2 separate regions of the Triticum aestivum genome follow, and region 2 is linked to region 1. Evidence: chromatin contacts called from public Hi-C data. All regions are on one chromosome and are shown on one strand. Each heading gives the region's core, a stretch centred on a gene start, on an enhancer-like site or on the middle of the called end of the contact. The rest is flanking DNA. Distances are from core to core; before and after follow the strand shown.

Region 1 (4,231 bases), core at 580-3,079:
TTCAATATTTTCAAATGTGTTTTGAAGGGTATTTTTTGTATATATATCTAGAATAATTTAAAAAATAAAGAAAAATACAAAAATAAACGAATAGCAAGAACAAAAACCGCAGCCTCCCGCGCGGCTTGCCTCTGTGCTCGCTTAAAGGGAGACATAGGGGTGCCCGTGACAAGAGGAAGTCTCGCTGAAGGCGAGGTCCACATTGAGCCGGCCCATCGCGCCGCTGACCACAGGCCACAGAACATATTCTCCTTTTTCTTATTTTTTTAAGTTTTTTGTTTTCTTTTACTTTATTTACATTCGCAGATATTCTATATTACAAAAAGCATGACCAAGCATTGAAAAATGTTTAATGCGTATAGAGAAAATGTTATCACATATATAAAAATGTACACACAAAAACAATGTGAATGAAAAAAATTAATCATGTATTTAGAAAATGTTAAACAAGCATTTGGAAAAATGATGAACAAGTATTTCAAACAAGTTAAATTTGTATATAAAAAATGTTGACCATGAATTAAAAAAATTAGGCAAAAATTTAATCATGTATATAAAAAAATTAATCAAGCACTTGAAAAAAAAATGTTGAACAAAATTTCAAATGTGTTAATCAAGCATCTGGAAAATGTTAAATGTGTATAGAAAAATGGTGACCATGTATTAAAAAATGAAGAAAATTTTTTATCACTGCTGGTCCACGCATAAGACCTCCTGTGTGTCTTTCCGGAAATTACTTCGACTCACAAAGGTGATCCCAGCCCATAATACAATCAGTAGTTTACTTAACTTGATCACATGCCCACGCTATAAGAAGAAGGGCGTCATGGAAGACTTTGGGGTCCAAAGTCACGCCATCTTTTCCCTTTGGCGTTAATTCAACTTGAACATGAATTTGCAGCACATTTTGGTGTTGTTATATTAACGTAAGTGCATATAAAATGTTAATCAAGCATTTGAAAAGAAATGTTGAACAAGTATGTGAAAAATGTTAATCAAGCATTTGGAAAATATTAAATGATTATTAAAAAAATGTTGAACATGTATTAAAAAAAGGTTGATCTTGTATTTGAATTTGTTTTAATCAAGCATTTGAAAAAGGTTGAATGTATATAGACAAAATGTTGACCAGGTATTAAGAAAATGTTGATATTGTATCTGAAAAATGTTAAACGTGTATTATAAAAATGTATTAGATATATACCAGAAATGTGTATAAAACAGTGAAACTGAGAGAAAAAAATCAATGAAAAATGAGAAAGAAACAAAAAAAAGCCTGAAGACAAAATAAAGAAAAGAAAAAAGTCAATGAAAACTGAAAAAGAAACAAATAAAACCAAAGGTAAAATTGAGAAAAAAAACAATGGAAACAGAGAAAGAAACAAAGAACCGGTGTAAAAACAAAAACAAAAATAAGAAAATCGGTTCAGAAAACTGGGTATTTTCCCTCAAGTATTTACCACTAATGAGACGCAGACCCAGTGGCTAGAATAGGTAGCAACCCTCCAGGAGACCTTGGTTCGATTCCCCCTTTTGATCCCTTTTTCTCCACTATTTCTCTTACTAAGGCTGTGCTAATGGGCCCACCCAGTTGCTACGCGAGACAGAAAAATCCTTCAGCGAGAGATTCTTCCAACTCGCTTAACGCGAGATATTGGTCCCTTTTTCTCCACTATTTCTCTTACTAAGGCTGTGCTAATGGGCCCACCCAGTTGCTACGCGAGACAGAAAAATCCTTCAGCGAGCGATTCTTCCAACTCGCTTAACGCGAGATATAGTCGTCGCACTTACCTTCAGGCTTTAGCCAAATTCTCAACTCCAAGCCCATGTAGGTGGGCCACCTGGTGGAAAAAGTAGCTTCGCCTCACTCTCAGGCTAAATGGCGGCGTTGGCGCAGCCCATTAGCACTTGTATTTTTCTTATTTTCAAATAAAAATGATTTCCATGTCTTCAGAAAGTAAAATTATTTTTAGTAATCACTTTAATATGTAGTATTAATTTATTTCAATAGAATTTTTTCTGGTTTTATTTTTTACATATTGTTTGTGAGTTTTTACTGCACACCAACTCACGTAAAAGAATGTCTACATTCACCCCTATGAACACCCCTAAGAGATTGAGTCGGCTAAACTTGAGATTGATGTAACGAAGTCACATATGCCCTTTTAGTTGATGGGCACGTCACCTCCCTCTAAAAGAATGGTCCTAGAAATCTTGAAAAAAATCCAAACAAAATATGAGCATCCATGTCAAGTCTATAGCTTGAATCCAGGTAGTGATATAGCTCATTTCACACATGTTGTATGACTTGTGTATATGTATTAAATGAAATGTTCACACCAATAGCCTGCTATGTGGAAAATGTTATGTATTACAATTTTAAAATATTCATGCATTCTCAAATAAATGCTATGGCTAAAATATATCAAAATAGATATTTGTTTCTTATAGAACAGATGTTCATATGTATGGAAATAAATATTCATGACTTGTCTAGAAAACATCACATACTTAGTCTTTTACGTATTTACCATGAATAAATGAAACATAAATTAATAAAATAAGGTGGTAAATAAAATAAAATAAATAGGTAGAATAAAGTAATTAAATAAGTATTGTTTAGATGTAAGTATAGAAAATTAAGTGTAAGAAATAATATTCAAATTAAATAACAAACATCATATTTACATGTTTTAGCAACTTTAACAAACAAAAATCTCAAAACATGAAAAAAATCTCAAAAAAATATAGAAATCGAATTTAGTGATTCAGCCCAACCGGGCCCCATCCTTGGGGCAATGCACCCTCTTAGGGCTGACCTCTTGGAACGACATGTGCAAAAGTTTTCAGTGTTTATGGGCCAAGTTCACCTCAATGCCTAGGGTTTTATTTTAAATGGCATTTATATTCGAGGGTTTAAATTAGATCAAATTTCACTTTAGGGTGTTATTGCTCAGCTGGAATAGTTTTAGAGGTGCAAATTAGCCAAAATTTTCACTCTAGGGAGTTATGGCTCCACTTGAATAGATTTGAGGGTGAAAAAAATATTTTTTATCTCCTAATAATAATTCCAGGTGTACGCAATTGGGCCTAGAAAAGTAGAATGGTTAGAGCCCAAGCCTTAGTTTGTTACACAACAAACCACAAATGAACAATTCCAGGTGAACAACTAAAAATATGAGCAACAAGATTATGATTTTTTTTACATAGAAGCAGATCGTTCCCTTTTTTTAGAACTTTTCCATTTGATTACATTTAGTCTACAATAGTAAGCATACAAGGGCACACGTATGTCTTTGAGAATCAAAACGTATATCAAGTAGCTCTAGGGGAGGCCACACCCAGAGTTGGTCTAGGGTTTTTGTCGTACAAAAACTTAAATAGTAAATAAACTTAAAAATCTCCATAAATCAACAATAACCTAAAATAAAAACATGCAACACGCTAGAGGGACCGACGCGTTCACTACTGTGTTCCCAAAACAAAAAGTTGACTACATTTTTTTATTGATTTACTTTTTGTTCACACGCATACATGCGTAGAGCACATTACTAGCACGAGGGAAGAGCGATAATGTTGGTTTGCTGCATCTGGAAATGGTGGCTTCCTTTTTTTCTGTTCTGATCCCTATATTTGGAGCGTCTTGGTGCGTCGAGGTTGTGGGGGTCGCTATGGACCCCACCAGTAAGGGTGCGTGTCACTAGTTGAGAGTAGTAACACATACCTAGCTATAATTGGTTGGTTGTTTTTTCCTGGTTGTGAGAGGGTATGGACTGGTTTTTGGTTTTCTTCCTTTTATGTTTTTCTATTTTCAATTAGTTTTCAATTGTTTTTGTGTTTGTTTTCTCTTCTTTTTTTTCACATTTTAATTCATGAATTAGCCTTTTAGATTTAGAGTCTCCTAGTGCATTGGGGGTTGTGGGGGTTACTATGGAGCCCGCCATTAGGGAGTATGTCACCTGTTGAGAGTAAGGCACATCTAGCAGTAATGGGCTGGCCGATTTTCCCATTTTTAAAAACGTATTGCATGGTTTCATATTTCTTTTTTCTATGTTTTTAATAGTATTCCTATTGGTTTTCTTTTCTTTTTCATTTTCATTTTCATGTTTATTTTTTATTTTATTTCCATATTTTAATTCATGAATATTTATTAAAATCCATGAACATTTAAAAGAAATGTGCATATCTTTTCCCATTTTGAGAAGGTGTTGACTTTCTTTTTATGTTTTAC
Region 2 (4,231 bases), core at 760-3,259, 150 kb before region 1:
GTATTGACTATGTAAAATAAAGTGGCAGAAACCGATTGCTTATGCCAGAGTTAATAAAATGATTGAGCATGTTGTATGTATTGTGAGAATAAAAAGGGTAAGTATATTTGGAACGTGGCATGTTGATGTTACATTGTGATTGGTGACTTTGGTCTTTTGTGATTTTCCCGTTGTATTTAGCTTGATCTCACTCAAACGAAAGCTTAGTAAGTTATAGAGAAAAGGGGGGGGATAGCTAAATCTTATTCACGCTAGAACAAAAATGTTCTATGAACCTGCCTATTCTTAGAGTAAGAATTGACAAACAATTAACCTGGGAGCCCTTCCCCTCCAGCCAGAGCATGTGTAATGTTGCGCAAGAAAGGAAGCCATGTCACGACACTAAGTCCCATGACGAGATGCGACATTGTGAGTTTGGTTCTAGAGGACGAGCCCCCTTGATCATTGTCTGGTGGCCAATGGAACCAGTGTCATGACCTTGATCCAAAAGACAAGAAAATTCTCAAAGGCATGGTGTCACAATTACTTCATCAACCAACTAAGTAATGAGTTGCCCCTTCTTACCTATCTAGCTCTACTCCCTGAGTCCTATCAGGAGGCACGTCTTGACTTCATTTCTGGGTTTCATAGTCTCAAGGAACTGAATCTAGACGCGGACGTGAAGGAAATTATGGTAGCGGATGGAGCATGTCCTTGCCTAGTGCAAATGGAGATTTGTATGTGCTCTCGGCATCTTTGATCTCATCTCCCCACCTATTCAGGAAATAATAAACGTTCAAGATAAAAATCTCCATACTAAAATGAAAGAAACCAGCAACATGTTGTTTTCTGAAGATCATCCAATATATGCTAAAAATGAAAGAAACCAGCAATGTGCCATTTTTCGAAGATCATCCAAGCTCCTAATGAAGATCAACCGTGTGAAGTTCATACCATGTGCAATATCCATATAACACAATACATATAGTTTTTGTTCATGTGTGATGCATATAAGCTTTCAGAGTGTTACTTTGCGTCTATTCGATTTGTTAATTTTAACACCCACTCACGATCTAGTGTTACAGGATGAGTTCTTCCTCTCAGTGGTCTGAATCAGTGGCGATTACAAGAAGAGGTACAAGAATTTCGAGGAAGGAAGGATGAACTAGGCCTCACGCGGGAGGAACAAAGGGGAAAAGTGGTAGGTGGGTAGCCGCCCGAGCCGTGCCGCCGTGATCCTCTTGATGCCTCTGGTCTTGTCGTTGGATGCCTAAGTAGTCGAGCCCCTCGTCTGGATAGCATTGACCCTTTCCGGCCCACTGTAGCAGGAGTTGGCGCGGCCCGTGCGCCTGGGGCGCACGTTGGCACTGGTCACCGGGTCCTCTTTACCATGGGAGCTGGCTGGTGGCCCTGATATGTCAGGGAGGCTGTCAGTTAAAAACATTTGCCTCTGTATATATGCATGTGTGCACCTGAGAGAGAGATGATTGTTGTTTGGCCCATATCTCCGGCCACCATTTCAAATTTATGTATTGACCATGTAAATAAAGTGGCATAAACTGCTTGCTAATGCCCGAGTTATTAAGGGCATGTATAATGGTTGATAATGCCGTCTTATCTTATGTCCGCCACGTAATCTAGATAAGACAATAAAAAGTGATGTACAATAAGTTACTTTAGTCTGGTCTCCAAAACTAAATATCCTTAAATATGTGGTGAGACAATTGTTGCTAAAAAATCATCTCTTAATTAAGAAAAGACAAACATTTTCTTATGGTTTCTCTCACTTTACCTGAGCAATTATCTTATGTGACACTTCTAAGATATCACCATTGTAGATGCCCTAATAAAATTAATAAAATAATTGAGCATGTTCAGTCGAAATGGATTTCCTTGCTTGTCTGCATGGTGCTGCATAGAATGGTTTTAGGAGGGCAAAAAGGGCAAGTGCATTCTTTGTGATCTGGGGCGACCTGGCCGTCCGTGCGGTCCACGCCGGCCCGCGAATATTTGCCGACCTCGGGGCGAGAGGTTGCGAGGTCGCCATCGCACAACGTTCAAAATTTCCCCACCTCCGCACCAGCTCAGCAGGCCACGTGTAAAGCGCTCGTGTGAATAAGACACAGAGACCCGGCCACACCAGGTGCAGGTGTTCGTCACTCGTCGCTTCCTTCAGATGGCGATGGCGATGCGACGCGCGGCGGCGCTCGGCGCCCGCCACATCCTGGCCGCCTCCGTCTCCGCCTCCTCCCGCGTCGCCAGCCGCCGCCACGTACGCCATCTTTGCCCCCACCCCACTCGCCTGCGCCCCTTCATACCCCTCGCGCCCCCCGGCGGTGGTGCTCGGTGGGTCGTGTTTTTTCTGTTAATCGCTGGGTGGGTGCGCAGATGGGCAGCGTGGACGCGGGCGCGGCGATGGAGAAGATCCGGGCGGCGGGGCTGCTCAGGACGCGCGGCCTCATCGGCGGCAAATGGGTCGACGCCTACGACGGGAAGACCATCGAGGTACCGTTACTCCCTCCATCCATCCTTCGCGATGCCTGTTGATTGGCGCGGTTCGGATAGCGTTCGATTTCGAGGGGAAATCAGGGCTTATTGCGGCGCTCCAGTTGCTACTTAATGGAACGCGTGGGAGTTCGAAATTTTGTGCCGAATTTCTTAGTTCGTTCTGTTGAATTGCAATTTTGTTGGTGTAGCTATTAGTCGTGTGTTCTTAAGCTGTGAGCACATTCCCTCCCCACTGGGGCATTCCGGTGAGCAGTCTGTGTGCGACAGTGTCAGACTGCTTGGTGGAGTGGGCTAAACAGAATTGTGTGCTTCGTTGCAACATGTTTTGGTCAGTGGGGAGGTTTTATGCCGCACGACAGGTGAATCTGCCGAGGGGAGCACATAAACTAGGTTGTGTCACCGAGTGTTGACAGGCTGAAGATCCAGTGTTGAGACGGGAAAACTCAATACGGTTAGTGCTGCATCGATGAGCTCTGGCAATGTTGCTTGGACTTTTGACCCCATTCCTAGGACGTTAGCACCATTAAAATTTTCCTCTTGCCTGATATAGTTTGGAGCCATGAGTAATTCTTTAGTATGGTTTTGCCCTGTCTTAGCCACCGTACGCCTTGATAGCCATGAAAATAGTGCCGGAACTTAGCTGGTCTTGAGCCTTTTGAGTTTGCTCCTTAGGTTATTTCTGTAATGAGCGCTGAACAGTATGAGGAATTAATGAAATGTTGCTACTGCAACTCTACTCACTTTTTATATCTCAATTCTCTAATCTATGGTAAGTTGCTAATGTTGATTGTCAATCTTTGTCACTGGAATAACTTATTTTTCTTGTAGGTGCAAAATCCAGCAACTGGCGAGGTCCTAGCAAATGTAGCCTGCATGGGCAACAGAGAAACAGCTGATGCAATAACTTCTGCTAACACTACATTTTATAGTATGTCAAACACATTAGTGTATTCGCTTTTAATGCTTGAACACTGACCAAATAATGTTTTGTAAGTGCCAGTTAAACTGTCTTGACATGCTTATAATATTAATAATATATGCAAATTAAATTGCTTCCGTGTCTGCGGAAGATCAGCATTGGAACACCATGAATCAAGTGAACCCTTGCTCAGATGTCACTTACGTCTCCACAATCAACTAATATCTTCTGTGTATCAGAAAATGCTTTCATTCTGGCTTAGTTTTATTGCCATAAATAGTAATTTAATAAATCAAAATCAGAACTACTATACTGTCTCCATATTAGGTGAATGTGTGATGGTTGTTTTGTTTCTGGTAGAACAGAGGAGTTGTACTTCGTAGTAGACAGAGTACATCTTGTAGACTCCCAAAATCCTCTAGTTTTTTAGTACAAGCTCTGAAAGGCAGCAAGAGAATACATGATCAGCACTTAGGCAAAGAAAATTAGGAGAGACAGATTGGTCTCTAAAAGCTTATTTGGCTAAAGCATTGGCAACTTTGTTGTTTCGGAAATGCTCGTTTAAAAAAATATCTAATGCATGCCCTCTTTTGATGCAAACCTTATCTAAATCAAGTTTGATTATGATTTTCAATACCTAGTAGGATACTCATCTTCACCTCATAACAAAAATACGAGTCCTGCATGGAATTGTGCGTTTGCTGTTGTTGTTTGCCTTTGCTAAATATTTGTATGCCTAAGAATGTTTTTCTTGGCATATTTCATTATAGTTGCTTTTCCATTTACCACTCGTAATTTTCTTTGTTTGTTTATTACCCTTCCGTT

What was found. Hi-C and Micro-C count contacts between places; a contact is called where the count stands out from the background.
Region 2: a Hi-C map of leaf shows a contact between it and region 1, with 2.4 times the contacts expected there. The contact joins the promoter of LOC123144134 here to the enhancer-like site in region 1. A contact is called at or near these places in 3 of 5 Hi-C or Micro-C datasets (all in leaf).

The regions. Positions count from the first base shown.
Region 1 is chr6D:136,971,974-136,976,204 of IWGSC CS RefSeq v2.1, reverse strand. No RefSeq gene overlaps it. Among protein-coding and RNA genes, the nearest start is that of LOC123144131, 86 kb to the right of the region's middle. Within about 2 kb of position 1,829, at least 2 of the 8 cell types and tissues checked have an H3K27ac peak or open chromatin away from gene starts, as enhancers often do. A contact at or near this core is called in leaf, where this site is marked.
Region 2 is chr6D:137,120,556-137,124,786 of IWGSC CS RefSeq v2.1, reverse strand. It overlaps LOC123144134 (succinate-semialdehyde dehydrogenase, mitochondrial), which reads left to right and starts at 2,009. Exons shown (of 20, transcript XM_044563168.1): 1 at 2,009-2,251; 2 at 2,368-2,484; 3 at 3,316-3,415. The coding sequence starts at 2,156. LOC123141352 (putative disease resistance RPP13-like protein 3) reads left to right here. Exons shown (of 3, transcript XM_044560524.1): 3 at 1-71.